Regions from separate parts of the Rattus norvegicus genome. Here region 1 is linked to region 2. The links are chromatin contacts, called in public Hi-C maps. All regions are on one chromosome and are shown on one strand. Each heading gives the region's core, a stretch centred on a gene start, on an enhancer-like site or on the middle of the called end of the contact. The rest is flanking DNA. Distances are from core to core; before and after follow the strand shown. Region 1 overlaps Mark3 (microtubule affinity regulating kinase 3). Region 2 overlaps Exoc3l4 (exocyst complex component 3-like 4).

Region 1 (3,685 bases), core at 450-2,949, 200 kb after region 2:
GATAGGCGTCTATATCGGTCCTTATACTTAAGATATGAACTCAGGTATACATCTCTATAGCCATCTATCTACCTACAGCTGTTCATTTAAATGTAGGTTAGACACAGTGAACAGAGCTGGCAAAGTGGGAACCCTGAGCCTTCTCACCAGCTCCTTTCTGCAGATGCAGTCTGTTAATCTAGGCCTTTCCCAGCTTTGTTCCCCATAGAAAGATACTACAACTTTGGAAGAGGTTGGCCAAAATGAACTCGATCTCTTTGTAGCTTTTGGATCCTGTTGTTAATCCAATCCACAGCGATACACTTTTTCCTCTCCAAGTCCTCGGCATGTGTCTCCACCACACGTTTTATTACTTCTGTCTATCTACTCTGCATATTCTGCTTCAGCCAGATGTGCAAAGTCTGCTTCAGTGGTGTAGTCGTGTGCTATTAGGCTGACGGGCTTGACTCTGGGGAGAAGGTCATCCTGAAAGCAGCAGAGGCCAACTTTATGCTGCTCTAAGAATGGACCCTGATGGCAAACCTTTTCTCCAGCTCCTGCTCATTTTCACTTTGCTAGGATCACATTGGCTAAAGCAAGGAACACAGCAAGTGTAGCTGTGCGTGCTGTGTGGCTCCAGAGGCCTGCGCTGCAGATGGCTCCCATTGTGCTGTCACCATCCTCTCCACCTAGGACTTCCCAATCCGTATCGTTCAGTTTCACTGTAGAATCGTTTAGAATGAAGGAATCTCATGTCATCCTAATACAGTTCCCTGGGTCTGCTCAGGTCTTTATTGAACCTCAGGCTTGTGGACAATGAGGTTTAATCACAAGCTGTTCTAGTCTAAATCTAACCTTGTTTGTAAAGAAGTAAATTCAGAGTGTACTTGCTCCTCTCAGGAGCTGCTGTTTCCATTAATGGAAGCATTGGTGATGGGTTATAAATGTACTTCAGGTTACTCTGCATTTCTGTGTTATTTTATTCTTAGGAATAGGGTAAAAAATGTAAATAATGAAACCGTTATCTAAGAAAAAACTTATTTTGCTGTAAGCAGAGTATAACATTTAATAATATAAGGGTTTGTCTTTTGCTTTTTTAGCTCTTCAGAGAAGTAAGAATAATGAAGATTTTAAATCACCCAAACATAGGTACTTTCTGTTTTCTTAAATACTTTGGGGTTTAAATATACAGTCTTGAAAATATGTTATAAAGCTAAAATAAACATGTATGTCTGAAGTGATAGGAAGCTCCATCCTTTTCCCCATGCCCATGTACATTTTGAATAAAATACATGGACAAGTTAGTTTGTGCCAGCTCTTTGAAATTTCAGGTATTAAGCATTTGACTTAAGTTTTAGTGCCATAAGAATATGTATAATCAGGCTGGTTAATTTACATCTTTTTCTTTTTTTTTTTTTTTTCCGGAGCTGGGAACCGAACCCAGGGCCTTGCGTTTGCTAGGCAAGCGCTCTACCACTGAGCTAAATCCCCAACCCCCGATTTACATCTTGTTAGTTGGTAATTTTTTCAAAGAGCAGTATATAGAATATGGGATGCATGCTGTATAATGCATAGGAACTATCCGTGTATCCTGTGTGCATAACTATGATACATATTTAAAGAGGAAAGGATTCATCTTTCTCCTTATAATCGCAGGACTGAGCTGGAACACACAAATTCCACACTAGTGAAAACATTTGATTCTGTATGTCATAATAGGGCCTTTTAAATAGTGTGATTGTATTTTTATAAGATAATGGCTCCTTTATTCTTCTAGTTTCTCTGTGCAGCTCTGGATGTCTTGTAACTTGCTCTGTAGAGCAGGCTGGCCTTTAAGCTCATAGAGATCCCCCTTCCTCTCTGCCTTCATATGCTGGGATTAAGACCCAGCACCTTCCAGCTCCTTTATTTTAAAAATATTATTGCAATGGGCTGGAGAGATGGCTCAGTGGTTAAGATCCCTGACTGCTCTTCCAGAGGTCCTGAGTTCAAATCCCAGCAACCACATGGTGGCTCACAACCATCTGTAATGGGGATCTGATGCCCTCTTCTGGTGTGTCTGAAGACTGCTATAGTGTACTCATATATAAGGAGTAAATAAATAAATAAATCTTAAAAAAATATATTATTTCAAGAGTAAATGAGATGGGTAATGTCATGTTTAGCATTGTTGTTTTATGACTACAGTGAAAAAATTTACTAGGCTATTATTCTGAAAAGATTAGTGAAAAATTGTATATATTAGAATTGGTAAATATGTTTGGGGAAAAAGAAAAATCACAAGAAGTATAATGATGAAAAAAGGCCTTTGTTTTCCATTTCGTGTCTTTGAGGTTAATCATTAACATATGGATTTTTAGATTCTAATTTTTCACCAAAAATTTATTTTATCCTTACTGGTCAGAATTTCATCACTAAATATTGATCACTTCTGTCCCTGGGATCAAAGGTCACAGCCCTCCACTTACTTGGTGTAATAGATTTAAATTGCCGTTGTTGTTTGGTTCTTCTGCTTGTGTTTTCTTGTTTTGGTTTTTCTTTCTAGACAGGGTTTGTCTATATATTCTGGATGCCTCCCATCTCCAGAGTGCTGGGATCAAAGGCATTAATGCCATATTGAGTTAAAGAATTTTCTTTTTTTTTCGGAGCTGGGGACCGAACCCAGGGCCTTGCGCTTCCTAGGCAAGCGCTCTACCACTGAGCTAAATCCCCAACCCCTAAAGAATTTTCTTAAAAGAGCTATTGTCTGCTTTCACATATTAACATGACTCTTCCTTACGCTGCTCATTAACCAGTGCTGCTCCAACTTTCCCCAGTTAGCTTTCTTTTTTTTTTTTTTTTCCGGAGCTGGGGACCGAACCCAGGGCCTTGCGCTTTCTAGGCAAGTGCTCTACCACTGAGCTAAATCCCCAACCCCCCAGTTAGCTTTCTTAGCAGTTCGAACATAGAAGCTAAGTAATGGCCTGAGAATGTGATCAGTTCACTCACACTCCAACCACTCTGTCAGGTGTTTTCTCGGTCCATCTAGTGTCTTATTAAGTCATAAGAAATTGGGGTTGGGGATTTAGCTCAGTGGTAGCAAGCGCAAGGTCCTGGGTTCGGTCTCCAGCTCTGAAAAAAAAGAAAAAAAGAAAAAAAAAAAGAAAAAGTCATAAGAAATCAAAGACATCATTTAGTTGCACCCTGTTTTGTTTTTTTTTTTTTTTTTTTTTGAGAAAAGTTTAAAGAAAATAAGAAAACCAAATAGATCTATATAGTAGTGACTTAATAGCTTGGCATTTACTTTATTTTCCTTTTAATTGTTTATGTTTGATGTGTTATAGCTTTATGAATTAGCAGAACTAGAAAGTTCTATCTAAACAAAGAAGCCATCATAGTAAAATTTCACTGACAATTCCCTCTCCCTGAAAAAAAATCATTGTTTTGTTTGCTTTTACTTTGTTTGGTGTTTTCGTTTTTTGTTTGTTAATTTTTTTAAATTTATTAATTTATTTTCATATGAGTACACTATAGTCATCCACAGACACACCAGAAGAGAGCATTGGATCTCATTACAGATGGTTGTGAGCCACCATGTGGTTGCTGGGAATTGAACTCTGGACCTCTGGAAGAGCAGTCAGTGCTCTTAACCACTGAGCCATCTATCTAGCCCGTTTGTTTATTTTTTAAACAGGGCTTCACTATGTAGCTCTGGCTATCCTGGAAC
Region 2 (3,211 bases), core at 268-2,767:
GGGGGTGAGGGATGGTGAACAGAGCTCACTCCTATCCCCTTCTGTCCCCAGCCACTATTCAAGGTGCTATATACCAGGAACTGGCTCACACAGGACACACTGCATCCACTCATGGACAAGGTGGTGGACTTTGCACATCACCTTGAGCATGTGACCCCACCACTGGCACAGGTACCAGGAAGCGGGTGGCTGGCTCGGGTGTGCAGGGACCATGGCTTTGATCCTGACCCTACCCTCATTCTCCCAGGACACTCTGCAGGAGGTGCACCGTTTTGTGGTCCGAGAATACCTGGGGCAGGTGCTGAGGCCCCACGAGAGGTTCAGTGGCTTGGATCGAGTGAAGGGCTCCCACAAGATGAGCCTGGATGCCCAGGCCATTAGCAACACTTTCCGGGGCTTGGTAGGAGCATCGTCTGAATGTCAAGCAGGGCAACCCCTATTCTATTGTTTTCATCCGGTAAAGAGCCCTTACAGCGGGTGCAGGAGCCGGTACTGAGAAGAGAGCTTCCACTAGTCCTTCAGACTCCACAGGGAAGATGGCAGTGGGGCTGGACTCTAGAAAGGGGGGTGGGTATCCCTTAACATTGTATACATTTGTGAATGCAGGCAAAGAAGGGGTGAAGGTTATGGTGGGCAAGGTCTGTGAGAGATCTTTCCCCTCTCAGGACGGGCGCACTTTGAGCCCAAACCCCTTATCTGGCCTTCTGGTCTCCTACTGGTGACACCTTCCTGGTCAGGGCTCGGATTTCCTGTCTGTGCAGACAGGAAGACAACTCTCCAGCATCACTGCAGATGTCCACTCTGTGGAATCTCATGGGCGAGCTACCGGCGGGCAGACACATGGGAGGAGTGTTGCAGGGCATTACAGGCAGGGACTCCTTGGGGAGGTGGGCCACACACATTCACACACACACACACACACACACACACACACACACACACACACACACACACACACACACTTCAGAGCCCTGTCTCCTTAGGGTTCTGAAGCCAAGTGGCTGGACCAAGCCATCCCGTCGGTGGCTGAGATCCTGGGCGAGACATACAAAGACGACATCCGGCGGCACCTGGAAACACTTATACGGAGCTACCCGGACATCAGGTTAGCAGACTCCTCCCCCACTAGCTTCTGACCGAGAGTCAGGGGTCAATGGAACCTGGCACTCGCACCTTCCAGCAAAGTCCTATTGACTGTGGGTGCAGGCGTGGGACGGAGGGAAGAGCGAGCTTGTCAGGGCGGAGAGAACTGTGGCTTAGCGGGGAAGCGAACCGCGACGGACCCGTGTGTGCGCATGCCCGCGAGGAAAGGGGACCCGGGAGCGAAGGCAAACGGGCCACCCCCTCTCTCGTGTTCTCCACCATCTGTGGACAACGTGGCCCCTTTCTCGGGCTCAAACCCTCTCGGGAAGTCCTCAAAGTCCTCGACAGCCGCGAACAGGCTCGGATCCCGGGTCGTGTGGGGCATTGAGTCATCGGAGCCCGTGGAAATCCCGGCTCTCCCCAGTGCTCTCGGAGATTCCAAGATGGAAAAGTCACTGAAAACCCCTGCTCTGGCCCCTTCCCTGGCTCCCTGCTGCTCGCAGCCTGTTCGTTCTAGTAGATTTGGATATGGGTGATGGCTCGTTAGCCCCCTTTAAGTTTGCAATTTCCCTACCGCTCCTGGGGATTCCCCAACTAGGGTTTGGCTCTCCCTCTCTGGTTCCGAGGGTGATCCTGGATGGTTGTGAGGAACCAGTGGGGAGGCAGTGACTCAGAGTGCCCCTTTGTACCTGCCCACCCTCCATGTCCCCTCCGCTCTCCCTACACCCACACACCTCTGCCCTGTCTTGCACACTGTGAGGACGTTCCCCAGCCGGCCACCTGGCCTGGCCACTACCTCCCTAGCAGCCTCCCTAGGAGCCTTCCCTAGATCAGATTTCTTGCGTTGCCTCTGCGAGGAGTTTCTTCCCACTGTGCATATGCCACCTCCCCTGTCTCATGCCTGTGTGTTCTAGGCCCACTTACTGTGTACCCCAGGCCCACACTCCCGCCTCCTTTTAGAGCCCCCTCCTCTCCCAGCCAGGGATAGTACCCGCCTTTCAGCCTCTCTGACACAGCTCCAGGAATGCTGGGTGAATCATACTTCCTCCCAAGCCTGGGTTCCTCCCTTCCCTGGGGCTGGGGCGAGGGCTGGAGGGTGCCAAGGGGCACGGCTCTGCAGTGAGGACCCTGTGTCTCTACAGGCGAGACCACATTCTGGCCATTCTGGCACTACGCAGACTCGGTCGCCGTCGGAACCAGAATCTCTTGCAGCACACCCAAGACCTGCTGAGGGCAGCCCACGAGAACAGGCCCTCCTCACACCACGTGCTCTTTGAGGAGATTGAAGTGCCCACCTCTGTGGATGTGCTCATCACCTGCATCTAGGGCTGAATGTCGAGCAGGAGCCTCCTAGGCAGAGGATCTGTCACCCTCCCTTTGACTGACCCCAAGTTGGGAGCCTAGTGAGTCATTCTGGCCCTTTTCCCAGCTCCGAAGCCTGGAGCCTTGGAATTTTTGGTCTTAGTTGCCTGGATGCTCAGCCAGGGGGAACCAAGAGATGAGGCATCCCAGGCATTTGTGGGGGAGTCTTTTGGGGTTGCGGCACCTCCTTACAGGACTTCAGGCCAGGGGAGGCTTCCCTTTCTGACTGCTCAGCACATCCACCCTATAGTGCGAAGCTGAGGATTCCAAAAATAAATGTGAATTAAAATAGCACCTAAGGTTGGGCACGCTGAGATGGTTGGGAGAGGTGATGCTGGACTGAATGAATGGCATGCCAGAGCCAGTCCTGAGCTGGAAAGCCCCTGCCCGAAGAGCCTTCGCTCCTCCTTCAGAGATTGTGTCCCCAACACCCACATGGCAGCAAGCAACCACGTTCAACTCCAACTCCAGAGGCTCAAACGCCCTCTCTGGCCTCTGTGAGTGTGTGCTTGTGCTGTACACAGACATGCATGCTGGCAAGGCGCCTGTGCAGGAAGTAAAAATAAATATATTTAAAAGGCAACAACAAAACAAAGCCAGAGACCCTCACCCTGGGTCCCTAGCCACAGATACCACATTGGTCTTGCCCAGAGGGGGTAGACAGAACTCAGCCTCTTGCCAGGCACCTGAGCCCTTGTGAGCACCAGTCCTGCGGCTTGTGCTAGTCTAGTTTCCTGTAGCAAAGACTTTCAAACAATAAAAGTTG

The links. Hi-C and Micro-C count contacts between places; a contact is called where the count stands out from the background.
Region 1: a Hi-C map of Schwann cells shows a contact between it and region 2, with 3 times the contacts expected there. The contact joins two enhancer-like sites. A contact is called at or near these places in 6 of 12 Hi-C or Micro-C datasets (the A7r5 cell line, the Rat2 cell line, Schwann cells and 3 more).

Annotation. Positions count from the first base shown.
Region 1 is chr6:136,487,737-136,491,421 of GRCr8, forward strand. It overlaps Mark3 (microtubule affinity regulating kinase 3), which reads left to right. Exons shown (of 18, transcript NM_130749.1): 4 at 1,080-1,128. Among named protein-coding and RNA genes, the nearest start is that of Mark3, 41 kb to the left of the region's middle. Within about 2 kb of position 1,700, at least 17 of the 93 cell types and tissues checked have an H3K27ac peak or open chromatin away from gene starts, as enhancers often do. A contact at or near this core is called in Schwann cells, where this site is marked.
Region 2 is chr6:136,284,659-136,287,869 of GRCr8, forward strand. It overlaps Exoc3l4 (exocyst complex component 3-like 4), which reads left to right. Exons shown (of 12, transcript NM_001106759.2): 9 at 52-171; 10 at 248-400; 11 at 984-1,105; 12 at 2,226-2,739. The coding sequence ends at 2,409. Among named protein-coding and RNA genes, the nearest start is that of Tnfaip2, 12 kb to the right of the region's middle. Within about 2 kb of position 1,518, at least 20 of the 93 cell types and tissues checked have an H3K27ac peak or open chromatin away from gene starts, as enhancers often do. A contact at or near this core is called in Schwann cells, where this site is marked.